3 separate regions of the Hordeum vulgare genome follow, and regions 2 and 3 are each linked to region 1. A link is a contact called in public Hi-C data. All regions are on one chromosome and are shown on one strand. Each heading gives the region's core, a stretch centred on a gene start, on an enhancer-like site or on the middle of the called end of the contact. The rest is flanking DNA. Distances are from core to core; before and after follow the strand shown.

Region 1 (3,385 bases), core at 293-2,792:
TCACTTACATGCTGTCCCGGAAACCGATGGGCCCGCACGTCGGCGTCGGCGTCGGCTGCCAGCCATGGTACAGCTGTGCCCCGGATGAGAGGAGAAGATAGATTGAGGAAACGGGAGGGAGAGAAACCGAAAAGGAAATCGAGCTGGAGATAGCTTGTGTTGACGCCACCGACGCGCGTGCGCCGAATCGCTCGCCTACTGCAGTTCGCCTCCTTCCATTTCTTCTCAGCTGCCGGTTTCACTGTGGTGTGGTGTGGTGTGGTCACTAGTACGTACCGTTCTTGCAGAATTATGCCCATCTGTAGCATAGCATAGATCTATGCGGCCTACTTAGCTTGTGACAAAAGGATGGATGGATGAGAGTAGCAAGCAGCAACCAGGAGGAAGATAGAATCATATAAACTATACTCCAATAAATCCACATACAGTGTGAAAAAGGTTAAACCAAACCAAGAAAAATCCCTCCTCTCCCTACCCACAAATGCATCAAAACGTCCAAATCCAGATCTTGACGCGCAGCTTACACTTTGCGTCCGTCGTCGCCGCCCCGCCGCCTCCGGAGGAAGACGACGACAGCCTGATCTTAGACCGGGTGGGTGCAGGCGCCGCGGCCACGATGATCGGCGCCGGGGAGGGCGCCGGCTTGGCCAGCCCCGCGCTGAAGCCGCTGCACAGCACACGGACGTTGATGCGCTTCGACTTGAACTTCCCGATCTGGAACCCCACCTTGGAGTCCATCTCCACTGACATCGCGTGAGACTTCTTGGATCTGAGACTGGCCGCCTGCACAGGGTCCACCGTCGCGGCGGCCGCCGAAGCCGCCCCCTTGATGACCGTCGTGTTGCGACTTGGATGGACGAAACCCGGCACGGTGCCGTCCCCGATGTCCGTGCCGTCGGCCGCGAAGGCAGCCCCGATGTCGCCGTACACGAACGCGATCTTCTCGTTGGGGTTGCGCGCGGTCACCGTGAACTCGATGCGGGAGGTGACGGAGTCGGAGTCCGAGACGTTCAGCGCCGCCAGACGGAGCGACGTCACGGCGAAGGTCGGAAGCTCCGGGTGGTAAATCACGTAGAACACCCCCAACGCGATTGCTCCAAGGAACACCAGCCCCACCAACACCAGCGTCAGCCACAGGCAACACGCGCAGCACCACCCGCGCCCGCTCCTCCGGCGGCGCGGTGGCTGTTGCATCGGCTTCGGCCGGTACATCGGCGGGGGCGGGACGCGGCCGGGCACCATGGGCGGAGGCCGAGGTGGCCCTACGCCGCCGCCGTTCGCCGTGCCGTTGGCGGACCGCGGCGCCGCCACAGGGACAGGCTTGGAGGCCGGCGCGTACGCCCGGTCGCCCATTTCTTGGCCTCTGCTGCTTCTTCTGGGCTTGGGGAAGGAGAAGGCTTGGGGAAGGAGAAGGGGGGAGTAAAAGAGACTGGGGGGAGAAACGCGAAGAAGACGGGCGCAATAAGTGGCCGCATTTATATATACACTGTATATATTGTGCTAGTGCTAGTACTGCGTGTTTGCTTGCTCGTGTCGTGTGGGCGTTTAGGCATGGGAAACGCTTCTCACCAGAAGTCTGGTGCGTAGCATTCGTCGGACCAGTTGTCGACTGTCGATTCTTCTTTGATCTCACGGTCGAGAGAAGCAAGCAAAACCAGTATTTTTATGCTCCAAAAGAACCCGATTTTCATGCCCATGATCCCGTGATCTCTCCTTATCCGGTTATCCCGTATTAATTGGCCCAAACAAATCAACCCAGTGCCCATCTCTCTGCTCGTTCCCTGCTCTCGCCGCCCTGGCTCTCTCCTCATCCAGTATCGCGTCTAACCTCTCTGCGGCGCCTCCGCTCAACCAAACCGGTGTGTCGTCCCGTTTGATGGCCACGCGAGAAAGGACCTGTCAGTGTACGCCCTCGCGAGCTCCCAGTCGTGCTGATCTCCACCATGGCCAGCCGGCGAGGCCCTACTCCGTTGTATGCCTGCGGTTCACCTCGTCAGACTGTCTTCTCTGTCTGGCAATGAAGCCATCACAACTAAAGTTCCGCAGGATTCGCCCACCGAATACCCATCTGACCTAGCGTTTGATTCGCGTCTCTTGACATTGTTCATATTTTTCAGTTACTACTCCCTCCGTTTCTAAATATAAGTCTTTGTAAAGATTTCACTAGTGGACTACATACGGATGTGTATAGACATACTTTAGAGTGTATATTCAATCATTTTGCTTGGTATGTAGACATCTAGTGAAATCGCTTAAAAGACTTATATTTAGGAACAGAGGGAGTAGTTAATTTTGGCATAACTGTGTTCTCAGATTTGTGTGATCTCGTTGCGTGGATGCTATGGTGTACTATGGTTTATTCTGTGTCTACGAGTGTGAAATAGTTGTGATGTATATTATGTACGCGGTCACTAGATCATCAACTAATTTATATGAAATTCGTATATCGTACAAATATGCCCCCCCCCCCCGCCCCGCCGGTTGGTGCTAATAGTAGTTTTTGTTCCATTTCAAATTTCCATGGTTTCAAGTGGTACTACTTATGTACCCAATTCCTTTTTTCGTGTTACTACAATGTAATCGTTTAGATAGATAGTTTATCACGCATGGATCAAGTGCAAATCCATCGATTGTACATATCGAGGACACAAAAGATGCATCCTTATGTTGGTCGCAAGCTTATTTTGTTTCATTATCATTGTTTTATACTATGCTTCCAACCAAGGTGAGTAATGTTGAGTTGTCATATTTTCATCCTTTCTACTTTTTTCATTATTGTCTTAAACAAATAATCTTCTAAACTGTGTCTAGTAGCAACATGTTCATATTTGCTAACATAGCACATATATTAGTGGAGCTGCAACAATGAAGCATAGAGAAGCATAGGGTATGCTTCTTGCCATCCACCACACTGCACATGTTCTCTCCGACAACACCGCCCTAATTCCATCCGCGGTGCATCGTGCTTCAAACCCACCTACACCGGTTCCACCCACACACACATGCAGGACCTGGCCAAGAGGGATGCATCAATGTTGGCAACAATCTTTGTTTGTTTGCATCTCGAATTAATGTTATATGTTTCGACTTAAGAAGAGCCACAACGAGACAAGATATTTGTATTTCTTCATGTATATGGGGTTCCCATATCACACTTCACGTGCTTTTTCGGTTTATGTAGATTGCTTATATACTTTATGTGTTTTACTTTACAAATTTTGTTCTTGCCATTGGTATCACCATTGAAACATGCAATGCTCTCATAGTATGCTACATATGTTTCCTAGTTCTAGGTAGTTTGCTTCCAAAATTTTGTTCTAAAATAGTTCAAATTTGTTTGCATAATTGTAATGTAAACATTATCTACATCCTTAATAATGTACAT
Region 2 (3,385 bases), core at 280-2,779, 880 kb before region 1:
TGTCGCGTAGATTGTCAAGAGCAGTAAAAAAATAAGTAGGTACAACAGGTTTTTTTTTCTCGATTCCGTTTTTTTTGGGTTAGACTGAAAGGGCCGGTTTACGAAAAATCTTGGAAATGTCGGTATTTTTTCGTCTGAAAATTAAAACAAATTTTGAATCTAAATTTTTTAACGTTAAAATATAAAGTATGTAACCAGCGAACAAACCAGTTAGTCCTTTGTTCTCTGGTCAAACCACGATCGCAGAGCAAGAACCCATCCACCAGGTCACTATTCTGTACTAGCACGGTTTGTAATAGCTCGCTTTATTAAGCCTCGCTTGGAACGTTTGAATTTAACTTTTCAAAAACTTCGGACGGTATCGAACTTTTTTGGGGGCCATCGGAATATTCGGTTTTTGACCGGTTTCCGAAAATCTCGCCCCAAAAAAAAAATCGGCTTCCTTAGATTTGCGAATGAATGGATGTGGTATGATGGTAGGTATGATGGTGATGTTTATACCTTTGAGCAGGGGGGAAGGAGCGACCTCAGCGCGTGGAAGCTGTCGTTGAGCTTCTCCCGACGCTTCCTCTCTGACATCATGTGGTAGAGCTGTCCGGTGTTGTTACTCGCGGCCCTCGTCGGATCCTCCTGCTGCTGTCCCCGCCCGCCGCTGCTGCTTCTCTCCGGCGACATGGAGAGGCTGCTCTTGACCATCACGTGGCCACTTGGTCCTCCTCCACGCAGCTGCGGCGCCATGGCTGTTGGCTGTTGCTGCATGCTGCTGTCCCGGTCCCGGCAGAAGGGCTGCGGATGGGAGGATGCCGAGGAGGACGGGGAGGCCGAGGACGAAGACATGACCGCCATCATAGCCCGCATGATCGCCTCGTCGTCGTGGTCGGCGGCGCCCGCCAAGGGGTTATGGGGCGCCGGCGGCGCCGGCGCTTGGTACCGCGAGGCGTCCGCGAGGTCGAGCGTGAAGGACCCTGAGCCTGAGGAGCCGCCGCTGTCCTGGGAGAGTGATCGCTTCGACGAGAGTGACGACGTGGTCGACGACGGCAGCATGAAGCGGTCATCCCCTCCTCCTACGTAGATGCCGCTGGCGTCCATGTCGGCCATACCCTCCACCTACACGTACGCACACCAAAACCACCAATCTTAATTTACAGACGCTTCGATTTGCAAGGAAGCAGGGTCAAGAATTAACATTGCTCACCTCGTCGGTGGAAACCATGAGGTCAAGGTCGGCGGGCCAGAATGGGTCGGCGAGGGCGCTGTGGAGGCCGGCGATGTCGGCGGCCATGTCCAGGCTGCACCACACATCATCCATCCCTCAGCAAGTAGTGTAACTAGTTAATGGAGGCAGCCAATGATTGATTGGGAGCGATGAGTAAGCTGGTAGAGCGAAATATAGCAGGGAAACAAAGCGAGGCAGCCGAGCTGCTATATATGCAAAGCAGAGCGGGGCGGGACCGCAGGGCATGAGGAGGAAGGAAGAATTTTTTGAACTTCTTTTTAAGGGAAAGGAGGAAGGAAGGAGTTGGTGGGTCGTTTGGTTTGCACGCAAGTAGGGAGTACGTACAAATTAGCAAACTGAGTTGAATAGAAATAGTCGCGATGGCGCGGTCAAAGTCGTGGGTTGGATGCACGCGAGCGAGGCCGAAGCTGCTGGGAACAAGGTCAATTTTGCAGGCACTTGCCCAGGCGGTATCGGGATCAACGGCCTCGCTGCTTACTGCGAGAAACGGCCAGGTTTTGCCGTGTCACCATGACAACTGGAGCTAAAGCCATTGCACATGCACCATTGACTCCTCTCGATGTAATGCCCTATTACTGCTTGTCTAGATTGCTTATCGGGGAGAGGGATAGCAAATACAAGGTGGGTACGTACCCGAGCGGAGTTGGGGGTGTGGTGGAGGGGTTCGCGTTCGATCCCCTTCTACGCAGGCATACATACCTCTGTCCTCTTTCCGTCAATAATTGTCCTTGCGGGGCAGGGTTGTCACAACGGCCATTTTAAAAGAGGACAAGACCGCAACCCATTCCGACAAAGGTGGTCTTCGTCTGCTAAAGCTCTTCGTCATGATGCGCGCGTGGGCTTGGGGGTGACCTCCGCCCTGCAGAGTCCTCGACTTCGGTCCTCTTGCACCAAGTAGGAAATCTTTGGGGGTTGCTTTGAAAACCCGCGAGTTGGCTTTATCCCCGTAGCACCAAAGAGGAAAGCCTCTCTGTCCGTGCTTACTGGTACCGCGCCTGCGAGGTTTGCATCGCCCATGTGAGGGGGTAGGACTGTACGGCCCCACCTGATTACCCTTGACTTGTGTGCCCCGTGAGGTCCTCAGGTGGCCTCAGGATGCATCTCAGTGGCGAGTTGCTCCTTGAGGCCCTTGACGTCTCCTTCCCGGAGCCCTCCTCGCGAGGGTCATGCTTGCTGGGCCCGCCGCCGGGCCGACTTGGCCCATCGCAGCGCTTTGCGCCCGGGGTCGTAGGCCGACGGGTCTGGGTACCCCCGGTCCTAGGGGCCCGATACCTTCGAAGATAAAACCGGTGTGGTCCTTCCTTATGGAGCAGGCAGTGAGGATAATAACCAAGCCAAGACCTTTGCACGGGTTGGGGGAAGGGGGCATCATGCCCGACGACCACTAGTCGAAGATGTTGGTTGTGTCGTCCGACAGGGAGGCAGTGAAACAACACGAGGAGAGAATCTCGTTTCAGGTGATGTGAGAGACCATGCAAGCCATAAGGATATGGTGAAGTATCTCGTCCTCCTCAGAGTAGAGGGGCTCGTGAGGTAGACCTTGCTGAGCGAGACGATCTGTAGTCCAACACCGGTTTTGGGAAGCCATCTAGAGAAGGAATTTGGCATTAGGAGGGGCCTAGTTCCTCCAAGTAAGGCACCAATGTGGTGGAGAGGTTGATCTATCGAAGAGTGCCACATAGCAAGACTTTGTCGTGTATCTGCCATTATCGGTCCACCACCATCAAAGACCGTCCCGGTGCGCGGTCTATTGAAGGTGTCTCTAGAAGACAACATACTCGACCGTGGCCATGGGCCCGAGGGCCTCTTCAAATGTCACTGATCTAGCACTTGTTGGGGAGAACATCGCACACCAGATGGTCGACGATGGCGCCGAGGGACGAGCGCGCCAATAGTCAAAGCAATATCGAAGATAGATTGGCCATTGAGACAATGCTTAGTCTAGAAGCGGCATGTGTTGTCGTTGCCAAGGGTCGAGGAGGTTGAGGTGCGAAAGATACTGACAACCTCGAGATCGCATGGCGGCCGAAGCTCTCACCATTGGCGGGAATCGTCGTTTACTTATAATCTCCAATTACATGGAGTCATGGAGTATTGTAGCACTTTTCAAAGTGGAGGTGCTATGTATGGAGTGTTAAACCCAAAATA
Region 3 (3,385 bases), core at 350-2,849, 670 kb before region 1:
AACGCTAGTTAAATGGGCACAGAGGATAAATTAATTCCAGCAAGGTGCGAAAGCATATATAGAGAAAAGCATATAAGAAGAATGACAACACACCTTCCTCTGAAAGCATCCATCTCCCTAAAATTGGTGCGGAAAAGATGATTCAGAAGTGTACTTTTTCCTGCAAAAGATTGGGATGGGGCGGGAGTAAGGGATTGAAGACCAATGGTATAACATCTAACGGCTTAAAGTTAACAGGATGGAAAAAATGAGGAAAAGAGTGTCGCATACCACTACTCTGCGGGCCCATTATTGATACAACAGCATATGAGAGCCCGCATTCGGCCAATTTAACTTCCTTCAGGAAACTCTCCAATCCAGAAACATTGAAAACACCATCTCCATCAATAAGCTGCGTAGAAAGACAGGGGTCCTCCATTTCTGCAAGAGAGGAAACGCATGAGACAATATCACATTTAAGCTGGGAATGGGACACCAAGAAGTGATGAGTGATTTTCAACCCATAGAGCCTTCAAATTTTGAAAGAGAAAGAAAAAAGAACAGATGGGATAAATAAGACACGCAGATCCGAGCGCAAGCCTTCAATAATGCCGTTTCTTGAGCATTATACGCAAAAACAATGTCAAGAAGAGAAGTGTAGTAATATTTTTAAATTATCAGGTGATGATTACTCCATTAAGCCTGTGAAAAGAGCGGGAGCATTAAATGGGGAGAGAGAGGTATAGGCAGTCGAATGTTACTAGTGTACTGAGGGAGCAAATTGATGGATGCATGCGCTCATACGGCTTTCCTCTGGGTCAAACTACGATTCACTACTACAATTATTACTACAGATCGCAGACCGTACAAGCTCGCATGCAACCCAGCCAGGGATGCTGCATGTTACGCGGATCAAACAATCCTCCTTTATACACCAAGGAGAGTTCTACGGCAACTTACAGTGACAGTGCTGCCGCAAGTATCCTTAACCCTAGCGAGATCGTACGGCCGGAGAGATCACGAGATCAAGGGGAAGAAAGCTAAAAAAAGGCGGGGCCTTTCGAGACGATCCAGCGGGAGGCGATCCAAGCACGCGCCCCGAACTCCAGGCGAATCGAGCGCCGCGGGTCGGAATCGCCCAAACCAACAGCCATAAACCCCCAAAACCGAACGGGAACCAGCTGAATCTAGCGGTCCGGCGCCACCGACGAGGATTGGAGCAGCTCCCCGCATCGATCTGGTCGCCTATTCGCCAGGAATCACCGCACACCACGAGGAGCAACAAAAAAAGCAAGGGGGGGTATCGAAATCCGGGACCCTGGGACAAGGTCAGGGAGCGATCCGAGAAGCGTTGATCGGATCAGAGAGAGGGGGGGGATACGCACCGTGGAGATTGCGCTGGAGGGCCCCCGTACGGCGGTCGGCGTCGGCGTCGGCGGCGAAGGATGGGGGGAGCGGGACGAAAGGGGGTGGGGGGGGTGGGGGCGAGGAGGAAGAGAGAGGAGGAGCACGAAGGCGTGGCTTTTATGGGGAGGTTGGTAATTTGTGAATTTCGAAAGGAGGAGAGGAGTAAATACGAACGAGAAAGCACAAGGGGAGAAAGAAAGGGAAAATATTCGGACTCGGTGAGGGTATCGCCCGAGGCCGACACGACGCATATACTGGTACTTTGTATAGCCATGCATACAGTATGATCTTATTATACTCGTATACACACACGTATATAAAAATCCAACAGCCATGGATGGTCGGAATTCTAAAAATTGTTTGCGTCATCAAATCTGGGTCTTTGGGTGCCGAAAGGTGGCCGTCCATGCCAACCCGAGCGGCCATGTCACGCTGCGCCGCTCACACAAGCTGTGATAAAGGAGTATTTCGCTAGAGCATTTAGAGCGACTCTAGACCCCGTATAATGGTTCAAACTGTAAAATTTCGACGATTATACGGATTTGGACTATTTTTCCTATCACATCAGAAACTGTAAACGCGGCCCGGTCCGTAAAACTTTTGCGGTGGCCCGTAAACGCGAGCGCTCGAACAGTATATCTACGGGTTTGACTGCTGGATGCGGGTCGAAATCCTATCCCTCCGCCGCCGCGAAAAGTCCCCCCACCTCACCGTCGGCGCTTCCAATCCGCCGCCGCGCACCTCCATTCCGCCGCGTAGCAGCTCCATTCCACGCCCTTTGATGGCCAACTCCGGTAGTTGTAGGAACGACGACCCCGAGAGGGTTCATTGCGTCAGATCCGACGTCGCCTGTAAGCGCGCCGCCCGCCGGTACACGCAGTGGGGCCAGACGCCGCCGCCGTCGCTCCTCCGTGCGAGACAGAGGAGTACGACCGCGCGCGCGGCCGCCTCTTCTCCGGCAGCTCCTTCAAGGCATCGAGCTCACGCTCGTGCTCCTCCCTCCCCCGGTTCTATTCTGTTCTGCAGCGCAACATTTTGTCCCGCAAAACCCCACTTCGTCGAACTGTAAAACGCGTTTGCACGTCGCAATTATACAGGGTTTGCTAGAGTTGCTCTAGAGCATCTTCAATAGGCACCCAAAAACTGCTATGTGCGTTCAAAAATTCGTTTTTTGACGTCGAACAACTCCAACAGACGGTGCAAAACAGTGCACGCTGAAAAGGACGTGGATGTCGCCTAGAGGGGGGGTGAATAGGCGCTTTAAAATAGTTAAGGTTTAGGCTTGAACAAATGCGGAATAAAACTAACGTTTAATATGTCAAGCACAAAACCTACAAACAACTAGGCTCACCTATGTGCACCAACAACTTATGCTAAGCAAGATAAACAACTAAGTGATAGCAAGATATATTACAATAAACAATATGTCTATCACAAAGTAAAGTGCATAAGTAAAGGGTTCGGGTAAGAGATAACCGACGCACGGGGAGACGATGATGTATCCCGAAGTTCACACCCTTGCGGATGCTAATCTCCGTTAGAGCGGTGTGGAGGCACAATGCTCCCCAAGATGCCACTAAGGCCACCGTAATCTCCTCACGCCCTCGCACAATGCAAGATGACGTGATTCCACTAAGGGACCCTTGAGGGAGGTCACCGAACCCGTACAAATGGCAACCCTTGGGGGCGGTCACCGAACCCGTACACGTGGCAACCCTTGGGGGCGGTCACCGAACCCGTACACGTGGCAACCCTTGGGGGCGGTTACCGGTACCCGTACAAATTGCTCGGGGCAATCTCCACAACCTAATTGGAGACCCCAACGCTTCCCGGAGCTTCACACCACAATGATTGAGCTCCGAGACACCACCAAGCTTCTAGGACGCCAAAGCATCCACGAAGAACAATATCAAGGGTACTAAGTACCAAAGGTAGTAAGCTTCTCAACTTCTCACTTCCACGTATCACCGTGGAGAACTCAAACCGATGCAACTAATGC

What was found. A called contact is a pair of places that touch in the nucleus more often than the background predicts.
Region 2: a contact with region 1 is called in a Hi-C map of leaf, with 3 times the contacts expected there. The contact joins the promoter of LOC123443750 here to the promoter of LOC123439916 in region 1. A contact is called at or near these places in 2 of 6 Hi-C or Micro-C datasets (leaf and seedling).
Region 3: a Hi-C map of seedling shows a contact between it and region 1, with 4 times the contacts expected there. The contact joins the promoter of LOC123443749 here to the promoter of LOC123439916 in region 1. A contact is called at or near these places in 1 of 6 Hi-C or Micro-C datasets (seedling) and 1 of 1 datasets of contacts at active chromatin or transcription factors (embryo).

The regions. Positions count from the first base shown.
Region 1 is chr3H:325,730,593-325,733,977 of MorexV3_pseudomolecules_assembly, reverse strand. LOC123439916 (NDR1/HIN1-like protein 13) reads right to left here and starts at 1,542. Exons shown (of 1, transcript XM_045116535.1): 1 at 380-1,542. The coding sequence starts at 1,353. The coding sequence ends at 487.
Region 2 is chr3H:326,610,326-326,613,710 of MorexV3_pseudomolecules_assembly, reverse strand. It overlaps LOC123443750 (putative transcription factor bHLH041), which reads right to left and starts at 1,529. Exons shown (of 4, transcript XM_045120272.1): 1 at 1,196-1,529; 2 at 502-1,107. The coding sequence starts at 1,309.
Region 3 is chr3H:326,395,915-326,399,299 of MorexV3_pseudomolecules_assembly, reverse strand. LOC123443749 (protein ROOT HAIR DEFECTIVE 3) reads right to left here and starts at 1,599. Exons shown (of 23, transcript XM_045120271.1): 1 at 1,365-1,599; 2 at 271-420; 3 at 94-160. The coding sequence starts at 418.